Regions from separate parts of the Mus musculus genome. Here region 1 is linked to region 2. Evidence: chromatin contacts called from public Hi-C data. All regions are on one chromosome and are shown on one strand. Each heading gives the region's core, a stretch centred on a gene start, on an enhancer-like site or on the middle of the called end of the contact. The rest is flanking DNA. Distances are from core to core; before and after follow the strand shown.

What was found. A called contact is a pair of places that touch in the nucleus more often than the background predicts.
Region 1: a Hi-C map of cortical neurons shows a contact between it and region 2, with 1.6 times the contacts expected there. The contact joins the enhancer-like site here to the promoter of Ankrd34c in region 2. A contact is called at or near these places in 3 of 39 promoter capture datasets (the 3T3-L1 cell line, 3T3-L1-derived adipocytes and macrophages), 2 of 484 Hi-C or Micro-C datasets (cortical neurons and nephron progenitors), 1 of 115 datasets of contacts at active chromatin or transcription factors (stem cell-derived neural progenitor cells) and 3 of 9 other capture datasets (adipose tissue, liver and pancreatic islet).

The regions. Positions count from the first base shown.
Region 1 is chr9:89,769,545-89,772,785 of GRCm38.p6, forward strand. No RefSeq gene overlaps it. Among named protein-coding and RNA genes, the nearest start is that of Mir184, 31 kb to the right of the region's middle. Within about 2 kb of position 1,852, at least 29 of the 459 cell types and tissues checked have an H3K27ac peak or open chromatin away from gene starts, as enhancers often do. A contact at or near this core is called in cortical neurons, where this site is marked.
Region 2 is chr9:89,737,142-89,740,378 of GRCm38.p6, forward strand. It overlaps Ankrd34c (ankyrin repeat domain 34C), which reads right to left and starts at 1,334. Exons shown (of 2, transcript NM_207260.2): 1 at 942-1,334.

The DNA.
Region 1 (3,241 bases), core at 602-3,101, 33 kb after region 2:
GGCACAGGTTCTCAGTGAATTGATTTTTCCAGAACATTCCAAGGCAGCTTTCCATTGTGCATCCCTGGCTCCCGCTTCTTGGGATATGCTGTCTGAATTAAAATAAAACTTGAAGAGCATTGGCATCTTATAGAATCTGGTAGCACACGGGTTCATGATTTCCCCCCGGGAAGACGCTAGGGAATAATAAGGTAGCCTTCTAATCTGAGAGGCTATAAAGTCATGGGCATCATAGCTTTGATAAAAGTTAAAAGACATCATTGCCTCTCTATCATGACATGTCCTCATTGAGAAGACATCATTCTTATGAAGGTAGGTATGCTGTCACCCTGGCAGCACAGCCCACTGTCCTCATGTCTAGGCCACGCTCAACTGTTTCATCCACAACCACCTATTATGGCCTCAGTGGCCATGGTATTTGTTTAGCTAGAGAGTTCACCATGAGCTGCTTGTAGCTACCAGATTCTATAAGATGCCAATGCTCTTCAAGTTTTATTTTAATTCAGACCGCATATAATTTTTTTGGCAAAAAATAAAAAACAAAACCTGAAAAACAAGAAATGCCTGGCCATGCCCTAAGAGTAGAAGGTGATGCATACACAGCTACACAGTCCACTGGGCATGAACAGTGACCCACAGGAAGGGAACTGAGTGCTGGGCCTGGCCTAAGACAAACAAAGTTCACTGTGGATGGGGAGGAGGATGAGGAAAGAGAAACAAACACTGGTCACCCCTGGGAAAATGTTTGACACAAGGTGAGCTGTGGTGATACACATAAGAGCCAAGAGTTAGGACATTCCCTCCCTCTTGCCCTTTGCGACAATCTGAGTGCTGGGTGGTTTCCGTGGTCCAGAATAGGCACTTTGTAAAGTTCAGGAATGTTTTGTGCATCTCTCACATCCTGATTCATGACATTCCTCATATACCTACATCCTCAGAATAGCACTGTCACTTCGTAGGCATGGGAGAACCTAGGCAGAAAGAGCTCCTGACATGAAGGTGTGACCACTTCCCAGTAGTTGACCTGCATTTCTCCTGGAAATCTCTCCTACCCTGACCTCTGAGTCCTTTCCTGCTTCCAGAGGGCCAATCAGAGAGGAAAGAGAGCCAGACCTCACAGAGTGCACATCTCAGACAGTTTTTGATCATGTGTCCTAGGCCCTTTACTCTTCCCTTGAGCCGGAGCATCCTTCTCCCTGTAGTAAACCGGGGTGTTGTGAAGTAACACTTTGATAGCTAAAAAGTAAAGTGGACATCAAGAGGGATGGGTATAGGATGGGGAGAGCGTCTGAAAGCTTAAGGAAGGATGAATATGATGAAAAAAATATGGAATCCTCAAGAGTCTGGAAACCCAGAAAAGTGAGTAATGTCAAAACAGGCACCAACAACATCTAAAAAGGTAAATGGTATTGTCTATGTTTCTAGATTTTTATAAGCATCTGTAAAACACTCATGGGAGGCTTATAAGCAAGAAGTGGGAAGGACAGTTGTGGGGAGGTCTGGTTTAATTTAAGACTGTAACAGAAATTAATATTGAGAGCCACATTCCTTTCCTTAAATAATCTAATTGGGCCCCATGACAGACTTCTAAAGGGAGGTTTTCTTTTTAATTAAAATCCTTACTTTGCAAACAAGGATGCTCACTGAGAAGTCTTATCCATGTCCCTGCTAGTAGAAGGTGGATTGTTTTGGCTCCAGTGCATAGGGAATTAAGGGAAGAGAGGACAGCCAGCATCCTGAATCCTGCCAGAAAGGCCACATCGTTCCCCCTGGTTTTTATGCTGCCATGGTGACAGTCAGTTAAAAATAGTTTAGTCACAAGTTGAGGAGTCAGTGCACAGTGACACTGGGAAAGCTCTGCTGTCTGAAGAGCTGAGGGGCAGGGCTGCTTCCTTCCTGGAGGGGCTGCTCTGTGTGGGGTGTTTATGTTCAGGGCCTAGCAGCAGGAGTTTCTATACAATGAAGGTAGGTAGGCATAGACAAGTGTGGGGCATGGGATGACCAGCCTCTCCTTCCTTCCATGAACCTCTTACATCTGGAGCTAGTGTTGAAATCCAACACCTCCCACTGGACCCTGAAGGGGGCCTGCCAGTGTGTGTTTCCATACCACAGCTCTACTCACTGCCACCACAGAGTCTAGCCTTTAAGGCTATTCAGTACCTGTTTCTTGACTGAATAAATAAGAGGGTAAACCTTAGGATTTTTGACTCCTTGCTTCAGAGTATATTTGAATACTGCTGACTCGTGCACTAACAAACTATGATGTCTTTGTTGACTAGACTCATACAGCCTTCTGAACTGGGTCTTGCTGGCTTGGGTAAGTTCATATCCACATTGAGCAGAAATTCAGACACAGACACTCATCCTAAGCCACATGGTGTCTGTCTCCCATGCCCCAGTGCTGTGCGCTTTCAGTGTTGCCTCTTCTGATCTCCATATAGAAAACTGCCTAAGCTGGGTGTCCTTATACCCAGAACAGTTTAGAGACGTGTCTAACCACTAAGATGACTGCTTTAAAAAGGTATTATAAACTGGGCAGTGGTGGCGCATGCCACCAGCATCCCAGCACTTGGGAGGCAGAGGCAGGCAAATTTCTGAGTTTGAGGCCAGCCTGGTCTACAGAGTGAGTTCCAGGACAACCAGGACTACACAGAAAAACCCTGTCTTGAAACAAACAAAACAAAAGAGGTATCATGTACAAGTTTTTGGATAGCTGCAGAATATAGAGGCTATGCCTTGCTACCAACAACTTCAGAATCCTGGGAAGGGAAAGAAAAGGAACAAACTGTGAGCCCACCCCATCCCCCACCCCACTCCCCCGCCATGCCTGTGCCAAAGGATATTTGCATGATGAGCCCAGTGCATACATTAGTTCCTGACTTCATAATCCTGAGAGGTAAATGGGTACACTTACTGTCATTTTGTCTAGAACTGGGTCATGGAACAGAAGATAGACTTTCTAGATGATTCCCCGGGGGCAGACCCTGTGTGAGCACACTGGCAGCCTGCTGAATGGGTCCAGCGGGTTCAGCCATCAGAAGCAGCCTCTTGTTACCTCTGGACTGCAGCTTCCAACTCTGACACTCACATCTGCTGTTATTAACTACATTGTCTCAGTCCCTGGCCTTGTTCTTAAAAGGTGAATGACACTATCCATATTTCTTTCTTAACTTTCAGACATTTTTTTCCCTCTGTGAGAGAATGCCTCTATTTAGTGGTCCCAAGACACAAACAGCACATC
Region 2 (3,237 bases), core at 84-2,583:
ATACAATCTATATAGAGCATTTGGCACCGGGTGTTGGCATGCGGTAAGCGACTTATAAAAGATAAGTACTTTGGAAAGTTTGGATACACCCTCCCAAACAGAGGAGGCCACTTCGTTTAGCTGCAGCATTCGCGGAACCTTGGAAAGATACCTTTGCACTCCGCCCCTTCCTTCTGTAGTCACAGGAAGCAGTTAGAAGCCGATTAAAAACTGAACTTCACAAATATTCGTCTTTTCGGTTCAAGAGCCCCGTTTTGCCAAACCCAGGGAGTCACCGCCCACCATGCAGAGGTAACTGCGGAGGAACTAAACAGCGCCTCTGGCTTAAAGCTGCAGGGGTGGAGGTGGGAAAGGGCTCTGTCCGAAGTGCTGAAACCCGGGGTGTGGCTGCGCCTGGTGTATGGGAATCCATTGCTATCAGTGTCTTTGGGTCCCTTCCTGAGGACTGATTATGGGTGGGGGTGGGGTGGCGGAGTCAATTGAAGTCAGAGCCGTAAATGCTCCTCCCATCATTTCTCAGAAATTCTCAGACACATACACTTTACAATTTTGTGCACATTTTCAGAATCACACCTTGTCTTTGCCCACTCCCCACAGGTTTATGCAAAAAACGTAAGGCTTTGCTCCAGTTTTAGTTCCTATAAAAACCCAGACGCCCAACAGCCTGCCCCAATCTGCAACCATTTCCTACAAAAGTCCCTGGCTCCTACGCATGTCATCCCCACGCGTTAATGCAAATATATATATTTTACATTAAATCCTTTCATTCCAGTCTCCCACAATTTCCTGTGATAAAAACAGGCTCTCTCCTACCAGCCCCGCCTCCTGCCCTGGCTAGAAAACGCAGACTTACTTCTGGGGAGACTCTAGACTCACCTAGGTGACCAGCAGAAAGCCTTTGAGGTGCACTTAACCCGTGGGGGGGGGGCTTACCTGCTTACCCAGAGATGCTACCTTGGTCCAGGACTTGGACAGAGCCATCACTTCCACAGCACCTCCTCCTGCGGCTTCAGGTTGGCTCCAGGAGGGCTCTGCCTGTCTGAAGCAGAGCCAGAAGCTGAACTAGCCCTGTCTTCGTGGATGCCGTTGAATGACTTGCTCAGAACTTCTTCAAGGGCCACAAATGAAACCTCTGTGCCAATTATTCGAATCACCCTGATCTTCCAACTTGTGGTGGCCAAGGAGAAAGAAGTATTTAATAAGAGAAAGAAGTATTAAAGAAATGTGAGGATGCTCCCTAGACTGCAGCTTCTAGCTGCAGAGCTCCTGCGCAGCCCAGTCCTGCAGCTTGGCTTCTGCTGGCTGGCTCCACTGCTGCCCGCTGGCGCCCGAGAAAGGCTCTCCAGCCGGGAACAGAGAGGGCTGTGTGGGTGGGTGTGAGCGAGGAAGCTGAAAGGAGGGGGCAGTGAGGGTGGGGGAGGTGCCTACCTGCCCCTGTGGGGAAAGGAGCCGCTGCCCCTCCCCCTTGTCCCTAGTTCTCCTTGAAATCAGACTTGCTTAACAACTTGGCAGGAGCCTTTGAGCCCCTGGTGTATTTGCGCAAGTGAAGAGTCTATTCCTTGGGGTCTGGAGATTTGAACGGACCTTTCCAAAGTCTTGTCACCGGTAGGGATTCAAACTCGTGTCTGCTTTGCTTTTCCTATGGCTCTGCCTATTTCAGATTTCCTTGATAAACTTGAGATCTCAGGATGACAGTCCACAATGAGAGAATCTGATTGTGTGTGTGTGTGTGTGTGTGTGTGTGTGTGTGTGTGTGTGTGTGTGTGGTGGCTCCACATGGCTACTTCTGGATTGCATCAACTCCAACCTTTAACCCACCTCCTTCCTACTTCTATGACTTCCCATGGAGTCAACACTAAACAATTTTTAGTTATCTTTTAACTAAATTAATTCATAGCTACTGCATATTATTCAAAGCAGAGTACGGTTTTAGCAAGTGGGTGCCTCCTTCCACTGAGCCCTGTAGACTCCTTTCCCCACTAGTCAGCTTCCTAGAGGTAAGTTGAATTTTCTTCTAAATTTCATGCACACATAGCATTGATTTACCCTACCCCAAAATGTCCTACTTCTTGACATAATTTTAGTGATTTCTATATTTCTTGAAAATTATCTCATTTATATGTTCAACGTTCCAGCACAAAGTTTCAAAGTATTGTCTTGCTATTTTTATGTATGTATGTATGTATGTATGTATGTATGTATGTATGTATGTCTCTGACACTGTTCCAAAAAAATCCTCTTTGCTTTCCTAATACTTTCTGTTGAAATTGTCTATCACTTCTCTTTTACTTATTTTAAAACCAAACTTACTAGATAGCTATCAATGTTACTGATCTTTTAAATGGATCGATATTATTTCCTACTGTGCTTTTATTAGTCAGCAGTGCCATAGTACTACACATGGAAGTTTCCATTCAGTCCCCATAATTTTTTAATGACTTGAGTTCTGTTTATGGAGTCCCCTTAATCCCAGTAAAAGTTAGTATAGTCACTTCTACATTTCCCATCTTGCTAAGTGAGACTTTCTACCCCAGAATCTCAACAGTGTTTCTTTCCCTAAATGTTTTCATGGTTTGTAACTATTATATTTGTGCAAAGGAGTAATGCAGAGGTTAGAAGCCAATTATTCCACATCACCCCTGAAAAATCCATTTTTTCATCCCCTGATTTAGCATGCTACTTGACAGTGTTGCTGTAGGGTTAGGGGTTAGGGCTAGGGTCTGCAAACTCTACTTGCATAGTCTGTTCTTTTTGTGCAAGCATACTGCTGCATTCAAATTGTTTATTTACATAAGGGTAGTTTATTCCACTCCTATGAATAAAATGGTGCTTGTTAGAGATAGCTGATCATTCATTGAGTGATACCAACCTAAAAGGATGATTCTGCCAACATTCCAGTTTCCCCCTCAGAAACATTTCAATTATTAACATGGTTATCTATTCATTGAGAGTTCCTTAGATGACCCTCAAAAACCATCTGTGCCTCATGGATTTTTAAAAGGACAGATGATTTTTATTTTTACCTTGGTTGAGTCAATTTTGAGTAGTGTGTATTTGCTTAGAAAAAAATAGACCATGTCTTTCATATTTTCAAACTGTAGTTTCAGTTACAAGTTATCTTTCACAATTACTCATCTTTGAACCAAATCTTTTTCCCCCTTTCATCATCACAGTCCTGTACTCACACATTAGCTTTGCTACCTGTAACTAATATTATTTTGCTGTCTTTGAATTGTA